Linked DNA regions of Mus musculus: region 2 is linked to region 1. Evidence: chromatin contacts called from public HiChIP or PLAC-seq data. All regions are on one chromosome and are shown on one strand. Each heading gives the region's core, a stretch centred on a gene start, on an enhancer-like site or on the middle of the called end of the contact. The rest is flanking DNA. Distances are from core to core; before and after follow the strand shown. Region 1 holds the start of Herc6 (hect domain and RLD 6). Region 2 overlaps Fkbp9 (FK506 binding protein 9).

Region 1 (6,692 bases), core at 2,097-4,596:
GCTCCCAGCTTCCAAGAACTACAGACCACCCCTGTTCCTCTCTGAAGACAGTAGCATTGGGTTTTCCTATTCTGCACCTCCCATATCTTTTCAAAGGACCAGAGAGTCTTCTTTCCCACACCGACCCTGCTAATGCCACTCCCATGGCTGTCATTTCACTGGCTGTAGTGTTTGGAAACAGCAGGAATGTCATCCATCTAACCATTGCATCACTAAATGACAAGACATCTGACTACCTGACAAGAACCACGAGTCTCTGCTGTGCACTCCTTAATCCACTATCTTCACTTCCACACACAGCCCACAGCCAAAATCCCCTAGCATCTGTTGTCTTTCTTTGGTGTGGGTTGGGTTTTTTGTTTGTCTGTGTCTGCTTGTGGCACTTAGAGTTAGTTTTTAAGGGGAGAAGGGTAAGAACGGGTCTCACATAGGCCTGGCTGGTCTCTGATGTAGGTAAGGATGTAGGTAAGGATGACCTTGAACTTCTGATTCTCCTGTCTCAGCAAAGGTCTATGCATTTTAGAGCATCAGTGGAAGAGGACAGCATGTTCCATTAACCTTTTCCATCACAATGGTAATGGATATTCTCCCATATAGGAGCTTGAGCATTTGGGAAATAATGTGAGAGGCTCTTCTTTAGTCAGATACAAGATAATCAAGTAAGATTTCTTTCTTAGTCCTTGGTATCTTGATAGTTTGTAGTTTAAAATACTTTATTTATTTATTTATTTATTTATTTATTTATTTATTTATTTATTTACTGTAGAAGTTCAAGGGGGCTCCCATACTTGTATTACAATAAGTAATATCAGGACTTAAGAATCGCATATCATTTCATCCTTACTCTCTCCTTCATGGCCCTCTATTTAATGAACTGATTCTACACATGATTTCCTGAACACTTTTCTCAGCACATTTTAACCCTTACACTAGTAATCTCTGTGCCATGGCATTTGAGTACTTAGCACTTAAAAATACTGGAAAGTAGTGAATTGAAATACTTACGTAGGCATAAAGCTTATTTCCTTAAATTCTCCAATCCCCAGCTGCCCTTCAGAACCGGCTCCCCAAGCGAAGACCTTTCCTTTGTGGCAGACAGCCACAGAGTGTTCCTTCCCACAGCTCACCAGGTCAACATGCAGATCATTCAGTGCCTGAATTGGTTCTTTGGGAACAGAAACAAATTTTAAAGAGAGAGAGAGAGAGAGAGAGAGAGAGAGAGAGAGAGAGAGAGAGAGAGAGAGAGAGAGAGAGAGAGGAGGGAAGGAAGGAAGGAAAGAAGAAAGAAAGAAAGAAAGAAAGAAAGAAAGAAAGAAAGAAAGAAAGAAAGAAAGAAAGAAAGAAAGGGAGAGAGAGAAAAAGAAAGAAAGAAAGGGAGAGAGAGAAAAAGAAAGAAAGAAAGAAAGAAAGAAAGAAAGAAAGAAAGAAAGAAAGAAAGAAAAAAAGAAAGGAAAAAGAAAAAGAAAGAGAAAAGAAAATGAAAAACCTTCCATAAGATTATAAATGTCTGGAGTTTAAGACAGGAATTGCCTCTGAAAAGGGAGGAGGGGAGTTACCCAGATTCTTTGTGTCCCTCAGTGTTGGTTAAATCAATTCTAAAGTTCTTACTAAACATCATGAAGAAGTAAACCCAATATGTTTATACATGTGTGGAAAGACAGCAGTTTTTATGGACTACCTGGACACAACTTGGCAGGCAAAGTCGGAGCACCTTGAGTTCCTATCTGAGCAAACTGAAACCTAGCTCAAAATAAGATTCACAGCCCACGGAAACGAAACTGAAAGGTGCCCATTCGTGTCTGGCAAGGGCTTTATCATTATTTCTTAGATGGTTCCCCACAATTTATTATCCAACCTCTTTTCTTTTGTTAAGTACACAAGTTCCTGGATCTAAGCACCTCTTTTACTTTCTGTGAATTCCTATATACACAAAAATTACTCTCTAGGTAAAAGACTAATAAAATCCCATGCTGTTTTTTGCCTATTCATTTTTTTCAAGTTAAATTTGTAGCTTCCAGAAACTGAATCCAAAGGGACAGAGGAATAGTTTTCGTGTTCTACACAGTTCTTCAAATTATTCTACACACATAATCAAATATAGTCAATGGGAATGTAAAATAGTCCAGTGGTAGAGTGCTTGCTTAGCATATAAAGTGGCAAAAATAGATAATTAAAACCAGAAAAACAAACTAGAACTTTAGTTAGTTTGAAGTTACTTAGAAGTGAATCAATATCATATATAAAATCCCCTAGTGGATTAATGTTTTGGTAAAACCACAACTTCTTGTTTAGATACAATTACAATAACTCATAATGACAAAATTCCTATAAAAATTAAATACATAAGCAGAAGATAAAACGAGGAGCTGCAATGGTCTTAGAGTTGCTTTTGGTGTAATTATAGGTGACTTTTTAAATTTTAAATATTTTATTATTTTTACGTGTGTGTGTGTGTGTGTGTGTGTGTGTGTGTGTGTGTGCGCGCGCGCGCTTGCGCTTGCGCATCACTGTGTGCATATATGTGTGTGCTGGTACCCATAGAGGCATAGGATCCTCTGGAACTGTAATTATAGGTAGTTGTAAACTGCCGCATAAGTGTCAGGAGCTGAACTCTTAACCACCGAGCCATCTCTCAAGACCCTACAGGTGGCTTCTTTAGTACTTTCCTACATCAGCTTTAATGCCGAAAAATGCTATTATACTTTTTTAAAAAAACAAAAAACAAAAACAAAACCTTAGGAGAGAAGATGCCCCAAGTTATTGCTAAGCTTTTCGGTTTGGAAATCAGATTCCCCCCACCCCACCCCCTCCAGAAAGTTCTCTCAGGCTTAGCTTGGTAAGGAGGAGGGACTTTCTTTCTATCCAGAGGAAAGCTTGCTTTTTTGCTTTCAGTTTCTCAATGAAGAGGAATTGGAAACCGAAACAAATACAAACTCCAGAGCTCTAGGAGTTGACCAGTTGATGCAAGCTGCTTAAAACAGGGTTCCAGCTTCTGATATCCCTGGTCCAGCCACCCGGTATCCCTGGTCCCCTGGTCCCCTGGTCCCCTGGACCCGAGGCCCCCACATACTGTCCTGAGCACCTGCTCAGGAGCTTGGAAGTCACCTGGCCTTTCGGTACTCTGGTCTCTCCTCTGGCCCAGCTGTCCCCAGCTGTTGTCCCCGCAGGAATACACCCTGTGGTTGCTGAACAGTAGGAGCGAGTGGTGTTCCCCGCTGGCTGCCTGCAAGAGTTCAATGCCGCTGGTTCCCGCCTTCAGGCGCCGAGGCTTCCGGCTTCCTGCAGCCCAGCTGAAATACATCCCTGCGGTGCACAGCCACCCGCGGCTCTGGTATGTCAGATGGGCTCCCAAAAGCAAGTGACCTAGCTTCCCTAACTCCTCCCAAGGGCACTGCCCAGTCCCTTACGTCATAGTTCTTTCCAGTAAGTGCCTGCTTGTCCCACACCACTAACATCTTTCTCACAGGCATTTCTAGGGTCATTTTGAAACCTGGCTGCTTGAATTTTCAGTACTGAGTATCTGAGAAGACAGGGAAGAAGAAAGTATCTCCATCATGAGTAAGCCACTTGTGAGTCCTGATGCTCTGGACAAATTTCTAGGTCTGTGAAATATTTATTAAGTGACAATATCCACAAGTTGTAGCAATTTCAGTGGCAACCAGTTCCCAGGGAATCTGCTTTCCTTGGCAATTCTAGCTGGGGTTCTTTTATTCCAGTCTTGATTATTAATTTTCAGATCACACATTAAGCACCACATGGTAAACCTATATGTATAATAAATAGATTATGGAGTATGTTCAGGGGGTTACAGAACTTTTTTGAGAATTTCAAAGAGGCCTAGAAAGCCAAAGCTGGGAAGCCTGTAAGGATGTAATTAATAATGAACCCTAACTGAGCTGCAATGGAGAAGCTGCTGTCCAACTGAATCCAACTGCAGAGTAAGGGCAGGGGCCAGATATGTAAAGAAATGAAAACCTTCACATCAAAGCTACACAAGCCAACAGAAAAAAAGTGAACACTCTTTTGCAGGTTTGCTGAGCTCTGAAGGAATTTAAGGGAGACATCTTTAGAGCTGTGTGTTCCAAGGTGACTCTGGCTCTCTCTGGCTCTCTCTCTCTCTCTCTCTCTCTCTCTCTCTCTCTCTCTCTCTCTCTCTCTCTCTCTCTCTCTCTCTCCCTCCCTCCCTCCCTCCCTCCCTCCCTCCCTTTCTCCCTCCCTCCCTCCCCACCTTTGAAAACAAACACAGCACTGAAAGGGTTGTGGGTCACTGTGTTTATTCCCATCTGCTGCAGGTTGAAGCCTCTCTAATGATGGCTGAATAAGGCACTGCCATATGAGCCTAGCAGACTATTATTGAGTCATTTTATTGTTACCCTTTTGTTTTTCTTAGACCAGTAGTATTTGGTTTTGTCCTAGGTTCTGGTTCTTGGTCACCTGAGCAGTGTCAGGTATGGGTTCCTTCCATCTCATGGTGTAGGCCTTAAGTCAAATCTGAAATCAGTTGGTTACTCCACGTGGTTTGTGCCACCATTGCCCTAGCATATTTTCCAAGCAGGACAAATTGTAGATCAAGGGTTTTATGGTTGGATTGGTTTACTTTTCTCTTTTAGCAACCTGCAGAGTCCCTTTGCCTGTCATAGACATTAGAACATGGGACTCCACATTCAGTGCATTGTGTGAGTATTGACTTCAGCAATGAAAACTTGCTGTTGGTTTGTTGAGAGACACCTATTTTCTTGGCAACAGCCTGAAGTATTTGAGGATTTCATAGCGACCCTTTCAACCAATAACTCAACTGGATAAAACTTAATCCCAGACTGAAATTTTCCACTGGGACAGACATGGCCAGTTGGGGTTCCATCTCCCTCATTATTTAGAGACTTCAATAGGACCACCTTCATTATTTTAGGAAGTTTCCACTACATCAGGTTTCCATATTCTTCAAATGAGTTTCAATACTAGCTGTTCCTCCTCTCATTGCCTCTCTAAATTCCATTTCCTCTCTTCTTTCCCACCAGAACCTCCCATTCTCATGCCTTCCTCTCCTCTACCAGTAAAATCCATTTCTATTTCTCCATCCCAGAAAAAAATCCATGTGTCTTCCTAGTCCCTTCCTCTATGCCTAACCTCTCTGGGTTAAAAAGATACACGAATATACAGAATACCAAGTAGACAACAAAATCAGAAAAGAAATTCCTCATAGTATTCTTTAACATGCAGCCATTCAGTTTGATCAGCACCATTTTTTGAAGATTCTATTTTCTAGTTTGTATTTCTAGCTTCTTTCTCAAAAATCACATGTCTATAAGTATGTGGACTTATTTCTGGGTGTTCAGTTCTATTCTATTAATCAACATGCCTGCTTTTATGCCAATGGTATACTACTTGTCTTGCTATAGCTTTGTAGTATAACTTGAGAGCCCCAAAAGTTCTTCAATTGTGCAGGATTGTTTTCGCTAGCATCGATTGTGTGTGTGTCTGTGTTTCAATATGAAGTAGAAAATTGTCCTTTCAAGCTCTTTGAAGAATTGTGCTGGAATTTTAATAGAGATTGCATCGAATCTGTAGATTGCCTTTGGTAGGATGGCCATTTTTACTATGTCAATTCTACTGATCCATGAGCATGAAGACATCCATTGTCTGATGTCTTCTTCAATTTCCTTCTTCAAAGACTTGAAGTTCTCTCATACAAGTCTTCCACTTGTTTGGTTAGTCTTACCCCAAAATACTTTATATTATTTGAGGCTATTGTGATGGATACTATTTCCTGAATTTCTTTCTCTGTTTGTCATTTGTATATAGGGGGGTTACTGATGTTTTTATGAGTTAATTTTGTATCCAGCTACTTTGTTGAAATTATCAGTTGTAGAAATTCTATGGTAGAATTTTTAGGGTCACTTATATATCATCTGCAAATAGAAATATTTTGACTTCTTTCCAACTTGTATACCTTTGATCTCTTTAGTTGTCTTATTGTTCTAGCTAAGACTTCAAATGCTATATTGAATACATATGAAGAAAGTATGCAACCTTGACTTGTTCCTGATTTTAGTGGAATTGTGTTGAGTTTTTCTTCATTTAGTGTGACATTCACTATAGGCTAGCTTTAAACTGCTTTTATTATATTGAGGTATGTTCCTTGTAGCCCTAATCTCTCCAGCACTTTTATGATGAAAGGGTGTTCGATTTTGTCAAAGGCCTTTTGTTCATCTAGTGAGATGATCTTGTAACTTTTCTCTTTGTTTATATGGTGGATTAATTATATTTATTGATTTTTCATACACTGAACAACCACTACATCTCTGGGATGAAGTCTACTTGATCCTGTGGATTCTTTTTACATGTTCATGCATTCAGTTTGAAGGTATTTTATTAAGTACTTTTTGTATGTATATACTTAAGGGTGTCAGGGTAACTGGGGACTCATAAAATGAATTAGACAATGTTTCTTCTGTTTCTAGTTTATGGAATAAATTGAAGCGTATTGGTGTTAACTCTTCTTTGAAAGATTGGTAGACTTCTATATTAAGACCATATGACCCTGCGTGGTTTTTGTTGTTGTTTTGGTTTTTTTTTTTTCTTTTTGTGGTTGGAAGACTATTAATGAGTGTTCTATTTCACTAGGAACTATAAGTCTATTTTAATTGTTTTTCTGATTTTGATTTAATTTTGGTAGGTAGATCAATTGAGAA
Region 2 (6,692 bases), core at 3,143-5,642, 710 kb after region 1:
GGTACCTATCAGTGGTGGCAGAGGGTGTTCTACGAAAGATGTATAGTTCTGAAGAAGAAATGGCTGACAGACTCACGGCAGGACGAACTGCAAGACAACCAGCCTGCCTGCTTCTAAACTGGCAAAGACATAAAACTCAAGACAAAAGGAACAATTCACGGTACAGGGGCATGCTGGCATTGGGCCTTCCTGCCATGAGGGATCCCACGGGAGATCTGGAAAATATAGAGCGGGAACAGTGAACTACATGGGCGCATTCCTGGTATTCTACAGTGTCTCCAAGGGGTAGATTCTTTGTATAGTACTGATTTATTTTGAGACACTATGTAGCCCAGGATGGTCTTGAAATAATTTTATAACCAGGATGACCTCAAACTCCTGATCCTCCTTCCTCAGACTCTAAAGTGCTAGCACTGCAGCCAAACACCAGGCTCAGGATTTTAGATTAAAGGCCTGAGTTAGAATCCTGGTTCTGGTACTAGAGAGATGGCCCGGACATTAAGAGCACTTGAAAGCATCCTGGTTCTGCTTCTTCATTTGACCTGGGAAATATATCTTTGGTTTCTTTGTCCAGAACGTAGAGATAATAATAGTCAATAATAAATATGTTTGACATATTGGAAAGCAAAGAAAGAGTGGAGGATGCTGATCCTGATGAGAATTTCATTAACCACAAAGTTAACCACAGGATCCTGGAGACATGGGGAAAGAAGCTGGCCCCATAGCCTCAGCCATGACTAAAAAATCTACCACTTTCCAAATGGCAAAATGACAGCTATTATGCACTTCATTGCCAAGGAATATCCTGCCATTCCTCGGTGTCCATCACCAGGTGGTGACAAGGAGCAGATATCTCCTTAGGGTTACAGTCCCCAGGGACCTCCCTGACTCCACAGGCTAGGACCTACACTTCCTTCCCTCCCTCCCAAGGCTCCCTGATGTTCAGGGCTCAGCAAGCCCAAGATGACAATATGCTTATCCTACCTAGGGAGAAAATGACACAGACAAACACCACCATCACAGGATGTCCTCGGGAGAGGCCTGTGGAGGAGCCACCTCTGACCTACTGGCTGTCAAGCCTCTCCAGGTCCCAGCTGGAATAGTACAGATCCCTGAGTCTCACAGAATACTCAAGACCTTGCTTACATGATAAACAAACACCCAGTTGAAATACACAGACATTAATAAGATCCTCTAAGCAAACAATTCCATTGCTACTTTTCTTGGGAGTCTTTTATTTTTGTTTATTTACTTATTTTGTGAGATGTGCAAACACCATCCTCATGCCTTGCATTCTTCCAACCCTGACCCCAGGTTTCCTGCTTCCTGGCTCCTTGCCCCAGGGCCTTTGAAATTTCCACGTCTCCTAAAAGCAGCATTATGCTGGCAAGTTTTACAGCCAACTTGACACTAGCTAGAGTCACCGGAGAAGAGGGAGCCTCAGTTAAGAAGGTTTCTCAGTAAGAGCCAGCCCCAGACAAGCCTGTAAGGCATTTTCTTTCTTTTTTTTTAATTAGGTATTTTCTTCATTTACATTTCCAATGCTATCCCAAAAGTCCCCCCATATCCCCCCTACTTCCCTACCCACCCATTCCCACTTCTTGGCCCTGGCGTTCCCCTGTACTGAGGCATATAAAGTTTGTAAGACCAACGGGCCTCTCTTTCCACTGATGGCTGACTAGGCCATCTTCTGATACATATGCAGCTAGAGACTCGAGCTCTGGGGGGTACTGGTTAGTTCATATTGTTGTTCCACCTATAGGGTTGCAGACCCCTTTAGCTCCTTGGGTATTTTCTCTAGCTCCTCCATTGGGGGCCTTATGATCCATCCTAAGGCATTTTCTTAATTAGGGATTGACAGGAGTGGGCCCAGCCCATTGAGGGACAGATCATCCTGGGCAGGTGGTCCTGGGTTCTTTAAGAAAGCAGACTGAGCAAGTCATGGGAGACCAAGCCAATAAGCAGCACCCCTCCACCATGGCTGCTGGGACCATGAACATCCTTGCACCCATAGATCTCCAGGGAACCCAGGAATGTTAAGCACACAGATTGTCTTTCAAAGGTAAGGACATAACCTGTTTTTCCAGAAAGCTGGGACCTGGAAGTGATTAAACAGCCTGGTGACCTATGTTATCTGTTGGGCCAAGCCATATCAAACTCATACAACCATGACCAGAGGTGGCTAATGACCTTTATAGCCAGAGGTTCCCCCAAGCTCCCACAACCATGACCAGAGGTGGTTAATAGCCCAAATAACCTCTACATTATCTGTATGACTGAGAGCAGGCTACAGCCTACCCTAGGCCCTTAAGCTAGGCCAGGGAGCATACCTCTAAAACCCAACTTCTTGGAAGAAATGACAAGTTCCTGAGTTAAGTTTCAATGTAGTTACACCTCCTTGTGCAGCAGGGATTGTATGACACCAAGAAACTTTTCTCCAAATTATACTGTGTTTAAATTTGTTGTGAATAAACCCTCTGGTATTAGACTCCCTGAAGTCTTGATCCGGGTTGATGAAGTCATTCTGAACCAAGTTTTCATCGTCATCTCTTTGTGGTTTACTTCCCTGCCTGAATACCTGCAGAGTTGTCCTCAAATGGTCTCTGCATCAGATCCTGCCTCCAGGTTCCTGCCCTGTCTGAGTTCCCGTCTGGACTTCCTTCGATGATGAACAGTGATATGGAAGTGTAAGCCAAATAAACCCTTTCCTCCCCAACTTGCTTTGGTTATGGTGTTTCATCACAGCAATAGATAAGAGAAGCAGCTACCCAGTGCCTTGATGACAAGCAACCACACCAGTGAACTGGTTGTGTTGATTGTACCCAGGTAGGGTTTGAGGTGGCACCAAGAAGGTGGGTGCCTACCATCCTTCCCATAATTCCTTTATTTGGAATCTTACACACACACACAAAGACCAGCAAGGATGTGTGGCCACTGCTCTTGTCTGTGGATTTACAGGTAAAACAAATGACTCTCTTTATCATTTAGCATTTTTATCTTGAGGTTTATCTTAAAAAGAAGGTTCCCTGCATCCTGTGGCTCCTGCTCCTAAGAAGACGGTGACTCCACCAAACATATCAGAGGGCAGGACATCTGATCTCTGCCTCTCAGACATGTGTATCCTACACAGATAAGAAGGAATTTCTTTGTCTCCCAGCCCCACTTCCCCATTCTTGGTCTGAGCAGCAGAGCAGAGACAGGAGTGCTGACTGCTGGGCCATTTTCACATGTGTGAGCTCTCTCATCCTTCCCACTGCCTCTGAATACTTTCACACCCAGTGGCTGGGATCGCTCTGCAAGGTCTGTTGTAAACCTCTCTGTGAGTCAGGGCCCCTAAGGTTACAATCCTAAAATGTGCTATCTTTCCCTCCTCATTTTAACATCTCTGTGATTATGACTGACTGACAGGGCAAAACTTCTGTGGTTTTAGAGGTGCATAAATAGTACTTCTAATAATAAGAGGGTTTTGGATTTTGATGAAATAACACTGAATGTGCCACAGCTTGCAGAACCTCATAGTCCAAAGCCAGACTCAGAGCTAGAGGGCAAAGTGACCGGTAAAGGGGAGGCTCCAGGACAATCAGCTCTCCAACTCTGGACTCAGACACCTAAATCAGGCTCAGCATATCAGTGGATGTTCTTAGACAAAAATATAAAGTCTGAAAATGACTCTTTCCCAGAGAAGACTGATTCAATTTCCAGACACACTTGAGATTCAGAGTCACAGGAAGCAAACTTGTTTTTACATTATTTTTTATGATCTTCAGGTTTATTTCTATCAGCTAACATTTATTATATGATCCGTTAGTGCTACAGATACTCTGGGGAAGACTATGAAGAAGAAATAGGAAAAACTATGAATAAGAAATCAGGTATCTCTAAAGTATCCAGATCATAACGGACACAAAAGTAACTTAAGGCTGGGGGGTAAGGGTTAGGAGACTTTAGAAGCAGGAGGAGTTTCCTCCCAGGAATTCATGGATGTGTTTGAAAACAGGAAGGACATATAAGTGGGGACAAAAGCAAAGAGGCCAAGCAACCTGGGCAGGGTGGGACGCAGTGCTGAAACTGTCTAGGACAAAGAAAGCAGAGTCCTGTAGCAGACCTTGACACGGGTTCTTACTATGTGTCCACGTTTGCCTCTGGCTTTCTATCTCCTTCTGCAGCTTCCTAAGCACTGGAATTATGGGTGTTTGTCCCTGCATCTGACTCCAAGGGTCTAGTTATTAAATATAGATCTGACTGAGAAAGAGTGTTCTGCCAGGTAAGAAACAGTCTAGAGCAGGGAAGATCTGTGGCAGGAAACTCCATAATAATGCGCTGAGCAGAGAAAGCTTACACTACACAATACGGAAGGTTGGACCAAACAACTCCCACCCAGCATCACAGTGGGAAGTACTACCAAAGGTTCCCTCCACATCTGGTTCCCAGATACCCTTACGTGGAGTCCAGCAGAGTCCCATCCAGGAGTGAGGCATTGTAGTGGTATTTGAGGTAATCCCCCTTCTTACTCAGCACCGAGCAGTCTGGAGGCTTGTAGTGGGAAGTGATGCTGATGGAATCCGAAGGGTTGTGAAAGTCAATCACGTGGATGTCGAACACCAGCACGGCTGAGCCAGGAATGCTCCCTAAAGGCAGACCCAGGGAATCAATGAACACGCCCACCACAGCACACTCGCCTCCCCAGGACCAGCAGGTGGGTCTGATAAGGAATACAGTGACCCAGGTCCTTCTCAGACTCAGAGGTTCTTGAATGTTGGTACAGTTAAGAATTACTTATCAGCATTGGAAATGTAAACGAGGAAAATACCTAATTTAAAAAAAAAAAAAAAAAAAAAGAATTACTTATCGCTTACAGAGGGTTGAGCAGTAGCGGGCCAGGTGTCTGCATTTTTACCTGAATCCAAACAAGACTGAGACCACTGGTAATGTCTCAGAAGGAGGATCAGGCACTGACGCTTTGCTTTTAATTTGTCGTTCTGAGGCAGTGTCTCTCTGGGTATATACCTTTTGGGACTGATTGGGGGTTGGTTTTGTTTTGTTTTGATTTTTATATTCTGCAAAGATGGCAAATTACATTATTTGATTTTTTTTTTAACTTTCACATCATCAACATTTTTACTTTTTTTTTTTTAAAGACAGGGACTTATTGTGTAGACTACAAACCTCCAGATCATGTCCTGGTATAGAAGATCCCTTGAATCAGCTTTCTACCCAGAGTTGCTCTTCCAGACTGACCCCTCATTAGCTACTGATAAAGTTAATAATGATAAATAAATTGCCTTTAGGGAGAGGCAAGACAATTATAAGTCAGTGATGGGCAGAACCACACACTTCAGGCCTGCTTAGTTACACAAACCTCCTGCCCTATACCTCAGCCTCAGCCTCAGCCTCAGCCTCAGCCTCAGCCTCAGCCTCAGCCTCAGCCTCATGACAGAGCCACTGAACCATGGACCCATCAACTTCTTGATCTGTTTCTCCTCCCAACGTGACTACTCAGGATAAACCTCACTCCTCTGCTTTCTGTCAACTATTATCTCTTTCTGTGTCGATGGAAGAATGGAAGTGGGAGCAGAATGGGGGGAGATAATATGTAGGGAGAGCAAGGGAGAGAGAAGGAAGATTGGCTGGGAGGCAGGGGCAATCTCTAGGATGTGCCAGAGATCTGCAATGGGCAGAAAGAGATGGGCTGAAAGGCCCCAGAGGATGTAAGGGGAACTCGAGCTGAGATTCCTAGCAATAGGGATATGGATTCTAAGGTGGCCACTTCCTGTAGCCAGGAAGGACTCTCAGTGGAAGGTTAAGGACAACAACCCACCCACAAAGCCTTCAACCCAAAATGTGTCCTGCCTACACGATGTGCAGGAACAAAGAGAGGAGACTGAGGGAATGGGTAATCAATGACAACCTTAAATTGAGACCCATCCCATATGGCAAGAACCAGTCCCTGAGAACCTAACATAACTCTCTTCTGAGAGGCTCCACCCCACAGCCAATCAAAAGAGATGCAGAGACTCACATTCAAACAGTAGATAAAGTTTGGGAACTCTTATGGAAGAGCTGGGAGAAAGATTGAGGGACCCAAAGAGGACAGAGACTCCACAGGAAGACCAACAGAGTCAACTAAACTGGACCCTTGGGGCTCCCAGAGACTGAACAACTGTAACCTCCCCCCACAAGCCTGAAGCAGGCTGAGTCAGACCTTGACTTTGCTTATCACTAAGGAGATCACCTAGGGTGGAGCCTGCCAACCTGGATCACTCTATTGTTCAGGCTCTGCTGTTGCTGCTACCTGCTGGGAGTCCACCTAGCTATTCCGGAGCCTACACCTGGTTACCTGCAGCTGGGCTCCAAGGATGATTTGGCAGGAATGGGCTTCCCCTCTCCTTTATAAAGAGTGTCCACCATTAAAAATTGGAGTCTTGATCAGAATACTGTCTTGCCTCCATTTCTCTCTCTACACGCCTAGATTCCCTCTTTTCTTTCAGTTCCAAAATGCCTCCCAGGCTCGAACCCAGACATGAGAGCTGCAGGTTGGCCCCAACAAACAAACAACCAAACAGCAAGCATGGGCAGGAACCAGGCCCCCTGCACATATGTAGCAGATGAGCAGCTTGGACTTCATGCAGGTATCCCAAACAACTGGAGCAGGAGCTGTCCTTGAGCCTGTCACCAACCTGTCTGCAGATCTC

Evidence for each region. HiChIP or PLAC-seq counts read pairs in DNA pulled down with a chosen protein or histone mark.
Region 2: a contact with region 1 is called in an H3K27ac HiChIP or PLAC-seq map of embryonic stem cells, with 6 times the contacts expected there. The contact joins the enhancer-like site here to the promoter of Herc6 in region 1. A contact is called at or near these places in 5 of 39 promoter capture datasets (cranial neural crest, frontonasal cranial neural crest, liver and 1 more), 1 of 15 datasets of contacts at CTCF or cohesin (large pre-B cells), 1 of 484 Hi-C or Micro-C datasets (cerebral cortex), 2 of 115 datasets of contacts at active chromatin or transcription factors (embryonic stem cells and fetal liver) and 2 of 9 other capture datasets (liver and macrophages).

Annotation. Positions count from the first base shown.
Region 1 is chr6:57,577,646-57,584,337 of GRCm38.p6, reverse strand. Herc6 (hect domain and RLD 6) reads right to left here and starts at 3,346. Exons shown (of 23, transcript NM_025992.2): 1 at 3,106-3,346; 2 at 1,006-1,165. The coding sequence starts at 3,301.
Region 2 is chr6:56,866,656-56,873,347 of GRCm38.p6, reverse strand. It overlaps Fkbp9 (FK506 binding protein 9), which reads right to left. Exons shown (of 10, transcript NM_012056.2): 7 at 4,442-4,628. Among named protein-coding and RNA genes, the nearest start is that of Fkbp9, 38 kb to the right of the region's middle. Within about 2 kb of position 4,392, at least 28 of the 459 cell types and tissues checked have an H3K27ac peak or open chromatin away from gene starts, as enhancers often do. A contact at or near this core is called in embryonic stem cells, where this site is marked.